2 separate regions of the Rattus norvegicus genome follow, and region 2 is linked to region 1. A link is a contact called in public Hi-C data. All regions are on one chromosome and are shown on one strand. The core of a region is the stretch at or near the end of the contact, and the rest is flanking DNA. Distances in the headings are between cores, read along the strand shown. Region 1 holds the start of Phlda1 (pleckstrin homology-like domain, family A, member 1). Region 2 has its middle 190 kb from the start of Krr1.

Evidence for each region. A called contact is a pair of places that touch in the nucleus more often than the background predicts.
Region 2: a Hi-C map of Schwann cells shows a contact between it and region 1, with 6 times the contacts expected there. The contact joins the enhancer-like site here to the promoter of Phlda1 in region 1. A contact is called at or near these places in 3 of 12 Hi-C or Micro-C datasets (the A7r5 cell line, Schwann cells and mammary epithelial cells) and 1 of 1 datasets of contacts at active chromatin or transcription factors (oligodendrocytes).

What each region holds. Positions count from the first base shown.
Region 1 is chr7:48,851,839-48,855,988 of GRCr8, forward strand. Phlda1 (pleckstrin homology-like domain, family A, member 1) reads left to right here and starts at 1,852. Exons shown (of 2, transcript NM_017180.2): 1 at 1,852-3,099; 2 at 3,494-4,056. The coding sequence starts at 1,853. The coding sequence ends at 3,073.
Region 2 is chr7:49,174,178-49,178,327 of GRCr8, forward strand. No RefSeq gene overlaps it. Among named protein-coding and RNA genes, the nearest start is that of Krr1, 190 kb to the right of the region's middle. Within about 2 kb of position 2,029, at least 10 of the 93 cell types and tissues checked have an H3K27ac peak or open chromatin away from gene starts, as enhancers often do. A contact at or near this core is called in Schwann cells, where this site is marked.

The DNA.
Region 1 (4,150 bases), core at 602-3,101:
TGAAGCAAAGAAGTGCAGGCTGACAGGAACTGGATGTAGATCTCTCCTGAGAGACACAGCCAGAATATGGCAAATACATAGGTGAATGCCAGCAGCAAACCACTGAACTGAGAACGGGATCCCAGTTGAAGGAATCAGAGAAAGAACTGAAAGCTTGAAGGGGCTTGAGACCCCATATGAACAACAATGCCAACCAACCAGAGCTTCCAGGGACTAAGCCACTACCCAAAGACTATACATGGACTGACCCTGGGCTCCAACTGCATAGGTAGCAATGAATAAAGCCTAGTAAGGGCACCAGTGGAAGGGGAAGCCCTTGGTCCTGCCAAGACTGAACACCCAGTGAACGTGATTGTTGGGGGAAGGGTGGTAATGGGGGGAGGATGGGGAGGGGAAGGCCATATAGAAGGGGAGGGGGAGGGGTTAGGGGGATGTTGGCCCGGAAGCGGGGAAAGGGAATAACATTCGAAATGTAAATAAATACTCAAGTTAATAAAGATGGGGAAAAAAAGAAAAGAAAAAACCTATTTTTAAAGGGACTCTTCTGCTAGCTCTCAGATTAAGTTCGAATTTCTTAGCAGGACACACAAAAACATGTGCGTAATTCATCCTCTCCATTTTCTTCAATTGGATTCTTGACTTCTCGCAGTGTGGCAGCAGCCCTTGTTTGACCGAGACTGTTTTATCCTATCTCTTTATTATGAGAGAAGACTTAGAGGTTATTTTCCTAAACTGGAGACTATTTTTCTTTTTTTTTTTTTTTTTTTTCGGAGCTGGGGACCGAACCCAGGGCCTTGCGCTCTACCACTGAGCTAAATCCCCAACCCCTCAAACTGGAGACTATTATCCATGCCTTTTATTCTACCTTATCAGGAAGCAGTGTCTGAAAGGTTTAAATGCAAGACTGGGACTAGGACCTTCCCAGAGTCAGATACCCATAGGTGTTTATAGGATATTCGCCAAGGCTTATGTGTGGGATCTCCCAGTACTGGACAACTGCCTACCCTGCTACTGCTATGGACTGACTGCAAGGTCTGATCTGAAAGGAAACCTGAGGAGCTAGAGAAATTGCAGCCCTAGCAGAGGACCCTCGTTCAATTCCCAGAACCTGTAGGGTGGGTCACTACCGGTTCCAGGGACCTGCTGATTTCTGACCTGCATTCACATACAATATACGTACTATGTAATGTATACACACAAGCAAAATATAAACACGAAAACCAACAAAGCAAAACAAACACCCCCTCCCCCCAACAAATAAAACCACGAGAGCTTGGTGAGTCTGGCTATTTTGCCTGTGCCCTGTGTTGGAAAAGGAAGTCAAGAATATATACCTGGAGCGAGTCCACCCTTCTTTTCCTGCCACTACATCAAATCCTCAGCTTTATTGTTTTGACTTTGCTAATTTCTCCAGGAAGGATTATTTAATGACTGAAAAAAGCTCGAAGCACACTTGGGCTTTGTTCCCTGAGGTGTTTACATAGGTATGGGGGGAAATGCACACTATGGAACTGGGTTCCCTAAGTTTTATGCCTTGGTCTGGAACCGGCTCCGCGCTAACCCCAGGGATGGCTCCCCAGGCCTGCCTGGATCTGCTACTCGCCCCCGCAGCGGAGAGCCCACCCGCCTGGGAAGGGCGGGACTGTGGGGTTGGCCTTTCGGCGCCCTCTGGGCGTCGGCAGTCGCCGCCCGGCAGCCGCGGCGACCTCAGCGACCGCGTGGAGCCGCCAAGAGTTTCCGGAGCCCGGCTTCCAGGCGGCGCGGGAGGCCGTGGGCGGCGGGGCGGAGCCGGCGGGGGCGGAGCCAGCGGCGGGGGCGTGTCCACGGCGGGCACTGGGAAGGCCCCAAGTTAATGAGGCGTACGCCGGCTGCCGAGCGCCTCTCGGAGCTGGGTTTTCCCCCGCGGCGCGGGAGCCAGGAGCCGCCTTTTCCGCTGGGTGTCACTCGGGGGTGGGGAGGGTGGCCCATTGAAAAGCGCTGCGAGGGGCCCCGGCCAGTGCCCTTCAGTGAGCGCTCCGCGGAAGACGGCAGAGAGCAGCCCGCTCACGGCTCCGGGATCTTGTGGCGGGTCAGGACTCGCCTGTCCCTCTGCCGGGACCCCGAGCCACCGCCGCCACCGCCACCGCTCTGTCTCCTGCGAGTCAGCCTTCTCTGTGCGCTCCGGGCAGGCGGCCGCGGAAGCCGCTGGAGCGAGGACAGCGCACGGCTGCTACTGCTACCCCCAGCCGGAGCGTCTGGAAGCCTAAAGGCCGAGCGGAGCAGCAGCACCCCTTATGCCGGAAGGATGCTGGAGAGCAGCGGTTGCAAGGCGCTGAAGGAAGGAGTGCTGGAAAAGCGAAGCGACGGGCTGCTGCAGCTCTGGAAGAAAAAGTGCTGCATCCTCACTGAGGAAGGGCTACTGCTCATACCGCCCAAGCAGGTACAACATCAGCAGCAGCAACAGCAGCAGCAACAGCCCGGGCAGGGGACAGCCGAACCGTCCCAACCTAGTGGCCCCGCCGTCACCAGCCTTGAGCCACCAGCCAAGCTGAAGGAATTGCACTTTTCCAATATGAAGACTGTAGACTGCGTGGAGCGCAAGGGCAAGTATATGTACTTCACTGTGGTGATGGCGGAGGGCAAAGAGATCGACTTTCGGTGTCCCCAGGACCAGGGCTGGAACGCAGAGATCACGTTGCAGATGGTGCAGTACAAAAATCGTCAGGCCATACTGGCGGTCAAGTCTACGAGGCAGAAGCAGCAGCACCTGGTCCAGCAGCAGCCTCCGCAGACGCAGCAGATCCAACCCCAGCCCCAGCCGCAGATCCAACCCCAGCCCCAGCCGCAGATCCAGCCTCAACCCCAACCCCAACCCCAACCTCAGCCCCAACCCCAGCAGCAGCCCCAGCCCCAACAGCTCCACTCCTACCCGCACCCGCATCCTCATCTTTACCCTCACCCTCACCCTCACGCGCACTCGCACCCGCACCCGCACCCTCACCCTCATCCACACCAACTCCAGCATGCGCACCAGCCTCTCCACTCGCAGCCACAGGGCCACCGGCTTCTCCGCAGCACCTCCAACTCTGCCTGAAGAGGGCGGCACCCGGGCCACTCAAGGTAAGGTCCTGGCAACTTGGGACTCCTAGAAACCTGCCAGCATGACTGTTGGGAAGAGAGGAAAGCTTGTTGACCGGTTCCGCTTCCGAAGCAAAGTAAAAAGAAATCGTTTCAAGTTTGTGGAGAGGTGGCAAAAAGATAGGCAGGCTGGAACTTGTAGAGGCCGGGCGGGGAAGGAAGAGCGGGAGGAATTTCACCAGGGAGCTGGGCACGGGGGATAGACCACCTACCCCGCAGCACTGGATCACTCTAGTTCACTGCCATCCTCCTTAGTGCTACTTTATTGTGTGCCTGCGGACCTGGTGTCCTTCTGGGCACTCCTTTGTCCTGGCCGGGAGGGACCAGGGTCTTGACTTCTGAGTCATCCATTTCATTCTGTGTTCTTCCTTTCCAGGTTTTGAGGACTTCGGGAAGTGGGAAGAGTGCATTACTATTTAAGTTCACTTGGATCAAAACCAACGGAGTCTCCCCGCCCTGTGCCAGATCAAGTAGTTTGGACATCACCCTACGGATAACGCGCGCTTGCAGTTCCTCGTAGTTTTTTCTGCGTAAGCTTCATCACAGTGCAGGAAGCGATTTTGAGTCAAGATGACTATTTATGAACCTTTGGAAGGATCACCTAACGTAATGGACCTTGTAGGAGCAATTTATGTACTGTAATTTTATTTTAATGTATTTTGGTTTATGATTATTTATGTTTTTTTAATGCCTATTCTAAGACATTTCTGAATGTAGGCCACCTCCTCTTCCCCTTCTCGCCAAAAAAAAAAAAGAGACTTTATTTTCAGAAACCTATTTCCTAGTAAGCCCTGATCTTGGAAAAGAAAAAGGGGAAGAAGAGTGGTGGAGTGGGGCAAACATGAAAAATGGATTCATCATCCCCAGAACATTCTCATAAAGTCGACTCTTTTTCATTGTATTTGAAGAAGTTGAAATTAAATTCTGATATTACTTTCACTTTTTAGAGTCTCTTTCATAGATGTGTAGTGTGTGCAGATGTTTTCTTTTAAAAAGCTAATGGGTTGGAAGGTATGATTATGAAAACCTGGTG
Region 2 (4,150 bases), core at 779-3,278, 320 kb after region 1:
TCCAGGAACCATGAGTCAAGGTAAACAGAAATGCTTTGATTAGAAAAGGGCACCAGAAAGGCCTTTGAAAGTTGTCCAACTTGACTCTGACTTATTACATCCTTGAGAACGTGCCCAGTTTCAAGGTGAGGCTGTCAAGACAGGAAATACAGATGACTGTAGGGTTTCAGTTGTGTTTACAGACGGAAAGGCCAAAGCTGTAAGGGAAGTTAGCTGTGATCCAAAGGATACATAAGCAAAAGTTAGAAGTGAACCGTGACCTGAAGTTCTCTCCAGTCTTCCCTATTGCCCCTTTACCAGAGGTAGATAGTCTAAATAGTAAATATGTTAGCACAATACTAACATGCTGTCTATAAACGCTGAAAAGAAGCCTGAGGTACCTATCAGGTGTTAATCCTGGAGAAACTCAAATGAAGAGTACTTGACCTTGTTATGTTAAAAAAAGAACGTATCCATCTGTAGCCTCGAACATTTTGAGAAGCCTGTATCCTGTCACACCATACAAAGAGCTATGGTTCGAGTGAAAATCAGGCTACATTGCAAATAAGGACAAATAAGCAAGTCCCACGAGACAATTTTATTTTGCCTTTGCTCCCAGATTTAGTTTTCAAGCACCAATCTTAATAATAACCTTGATATTTGATGATCTAAAAAAAAGAGAAAGAAAAAAATGGGGTTTAGAGGAAAATCAACAGTGCAGACTTTAAATACCCAGGTAGACGTGAGCCCATCCGGCTCGCTTTTCCTATGGGCTCACTCCCAGAGTCACTCAGCAGCCTAGTTTGTGAAGTAAATGGTGCAAAGAATGATTCCTAACAGCTCGCTCTTCTCTTTCCTCAGCCCATGTCAGAGATGCCACAAGCAGGGTTTCTCACCCCTGCCACACAGCTGGAGGAGCGAGACTTTCTTATAAGCAGCTAATTCAGCTGTCCCGGTTGATCTGCTTCAATTAGAGACAGCTAACTTTAATTTCCACATTCCAGTAGAAAGGGGCTGCCCTTTTACACTGAGCCAACAGACCGTGGTCCTGACTCAGGCTGTCACTTCTCTGCCATAAAGGGAACACCCAGAGAGTCATTCAGGATGAACAAGGAAATTTGTCTTACTGGCCCTTATGGCATGGAGCAATGGAGCAAGAGACCACTTCATAGTAAGACATGGGCCAAGTGCTAAACCAGGGGTGCGTTTATTTAGTGAGGAGGTGACTAACTCGTTGGGCTCAATGTTTAATGTCTGCACACACATTCTCCTGTACTTTTGGACGTTTTGAGGTATTGCTAGACTAAACTGTTGGCAAACCGCAGATGCTTGGTGCCTTCCTTCCTTGGTTTATACACTGGCTCATTTTTGTATACACATGACGTTTTCAACCTTGCCAGACACCATCGCTCAAATGGCATTACAAAGAAGCAGAAGACAGCTCCATAATCAGAGACATCCCCGTGCCATAGTGGAAAGGTAGTCAGACAGAAAGGGATGGGCAGTTCCCACCAGCATTTGGACTGCAAAGCCTTCTGGGTAAGTGGAGAGAGATCACCTGTGGGTCTAAATGAACATATGCAGATATATCTAGTGTAAAGTGGAGGGCTTTGTGTTTTGGGCTCTCAAACCTAAGGATGTCAAACCTCATCCCCAAGGCAGATAACTGATGGCTATTTTGATCATATATATATATATATATATATATATATATATATATATATATATATATATACACACACACACACACACACACATACATATATATATCATATATATCATATACGCCATATACATACACACATACACATATACATCATATATATCATATACCACATACACACACACACACACACACACACACACACACACATATTTTAAGGTTCTGGGTTTGAAAAGGAATTAAGGAATCTTCCATTCTCTATGATCAGGAAACCCATCCCAAAAGACCAACCAATCTTTTAAAGAGACCAGAGCAATAGCATCGGTCAGTAAAGACGCCTCACCAGCAGGCTAACTGCACACAGAGCAGCCTTTCTTCTCCAGCTGAAGTCCTGCCAAGGGGTGTGCCATGCCCCCAGCTCTGCTCTCCCCCCAAGAAAAAGAGTTTTGTGTAGTATTCGCTTCTCTATAACGTCCCTGTTTTCTGAGGAAATGCCACTTGTGATTTTTTTTTTTTTACAAACACGAGTCAAGGCGGCACATACCATCCCCTCCACCCTGTGAGGACTTTCATCTCTTGACCTATTTTACTGTTGTCAGAGCTGAAGACAGAAAGACATTTTTGTCTAATAGAGGTTCTATTGGGGCCCAAACCTTACCTCCTTCATTAAAACCAAACTAGGACTTCCTATGAAGTAAATCACTAAATTCAAAACATTATGACAATTGGTTGGAACCCGATGTTTTTAAAAGCAAGGTGCAAACCACATTTAGTTCTATGTGGTCAGGTATGAAATTCAATTCTGGAATTAGGTTACCCTAAGCTACATTAAATGCGTTTTCCAGGGAATTATGTGCCCCTATGGGAATGGGGGGGGGCTGGGATTGAAAAACTATCATTCTGGGGGCTACACAGAGAGTGTACCCTTCTTATTGGTTCAGTGGTTGGATCAGCACCCTATTGACCAGATATAGAGGGATGTTCCTGATATAACATGAAGCTTGTGACTTAGATCCACTGGCCACAGGCATGTGCTTGGTTTTGTGTGCTGGCCCATGATTTCTTAGGTTCCTACTTACACCCAAAAGGGTGAGATTCTCGGTTGGCTGGGTAGAGGAAACCTTGCAGTTTGGCTGAAGAACAGAGGAGGTTCAGGCAGACTGAAATCCTGATCCTGATCTCATCATTGCTGAGTTCCTGCCCACGAAAATAACTGAGCAGCAATTCCAACTTCAATTTGAGCCTCATCCTGGGATGGGTCCAACTCACCTACTCAAGGGTATAGAAACACAAAGGAACGGATGTTCTCAAATCTGTGTGTTAAGCTCATTCCTGTCCAGCATAAAGATCTGGGCTCCAAACTCCCTCCTCCTGATGTCTCCTATTTTCCCTCTTTCTTTCTGGCTTTAGAAGAAAACATGCTAGTTCTCTTGCACAGTGGAGTGCTCATGAGCTTGCCAAACCAGACTTTAAGTATGGCCATATGTTGGCTTTGAACTTTAGGCACATTTCAACCTCTTAGGGCCCTGTTTGTGAAATTACAGTGAATAGTGTAGTCTAGAGAAGAAAAATTATCTTTAGAAACCGAGAAAATGGGTTTGAAACTAGTTCCTTAGCCTCTGTAACCAGAACAAAAAGTATTTAGTTTATACGAGGATCAAATCTCTGTCTTACAAGTTCATAATGGTTGAATGGAAAGTAGCTAGGAAAAGCAGTTGATCTGCTGCAAGAAACACATGAATATTAGTTTCTTTGTTCATCCTCTGTCACTTTGATGGGATCCAAACTCCTTTGATTCTTGAAAAGTCAAGGTCTTCTTATCATGCTATCAATAAGTTCTTTCAACTGAAGAATTAGAATAGATCAGAGAGCATTTACCTGTCTTGCTCAGAGGAAGGGAATTCTATGGCGGTAGAAACCCAGGAAAACACTTATCGACAGCTTAAGGAGATACCCTGTGTTACCATGAGCTCTTACACAATGCGGCTTCCCCACTGGTCTCTGCACAGACATCTAGTCTGACTCCCCTGGCACACAAGCCACCTTGATAGAATCACCCAGGACAATCTCTTCTTGGTCCGCCCACTACAGACATCATTTAAAACTTGGCAAGCCTTTACCTGTGTTCTCAGGTTTGACGGCCACTCTTCTGTGATGGTTCAGTATTTAGTGAGATGAAGGTTCCTGAAGGTAGTTTGCTCTGCTTCCCCTGCTGCACAGAGAAGGTCATCATTAGCAAGCTGCCATCTTGGGGACTTTGGGGGAGCAGTGGGGAGTGCGTATTAGTGACTCGTCTTTAGATGCAGCTGCTTGGACTCTCCCCTGGCGTACCTAAATTACATGTAATTGTTATTTTCTTTACGCCCATGAGGCATTTTGATATTTAGGGGTTGGGAAAATGAAGACTGGAGGGGACGGTTAAAAGGGCTTAGCTCCCAGGGGAGATGCTCCTAGAGTAGGAACAGGGATAAAAGGAGGAATGGGTAATCATCTGTGCCAGATACATCA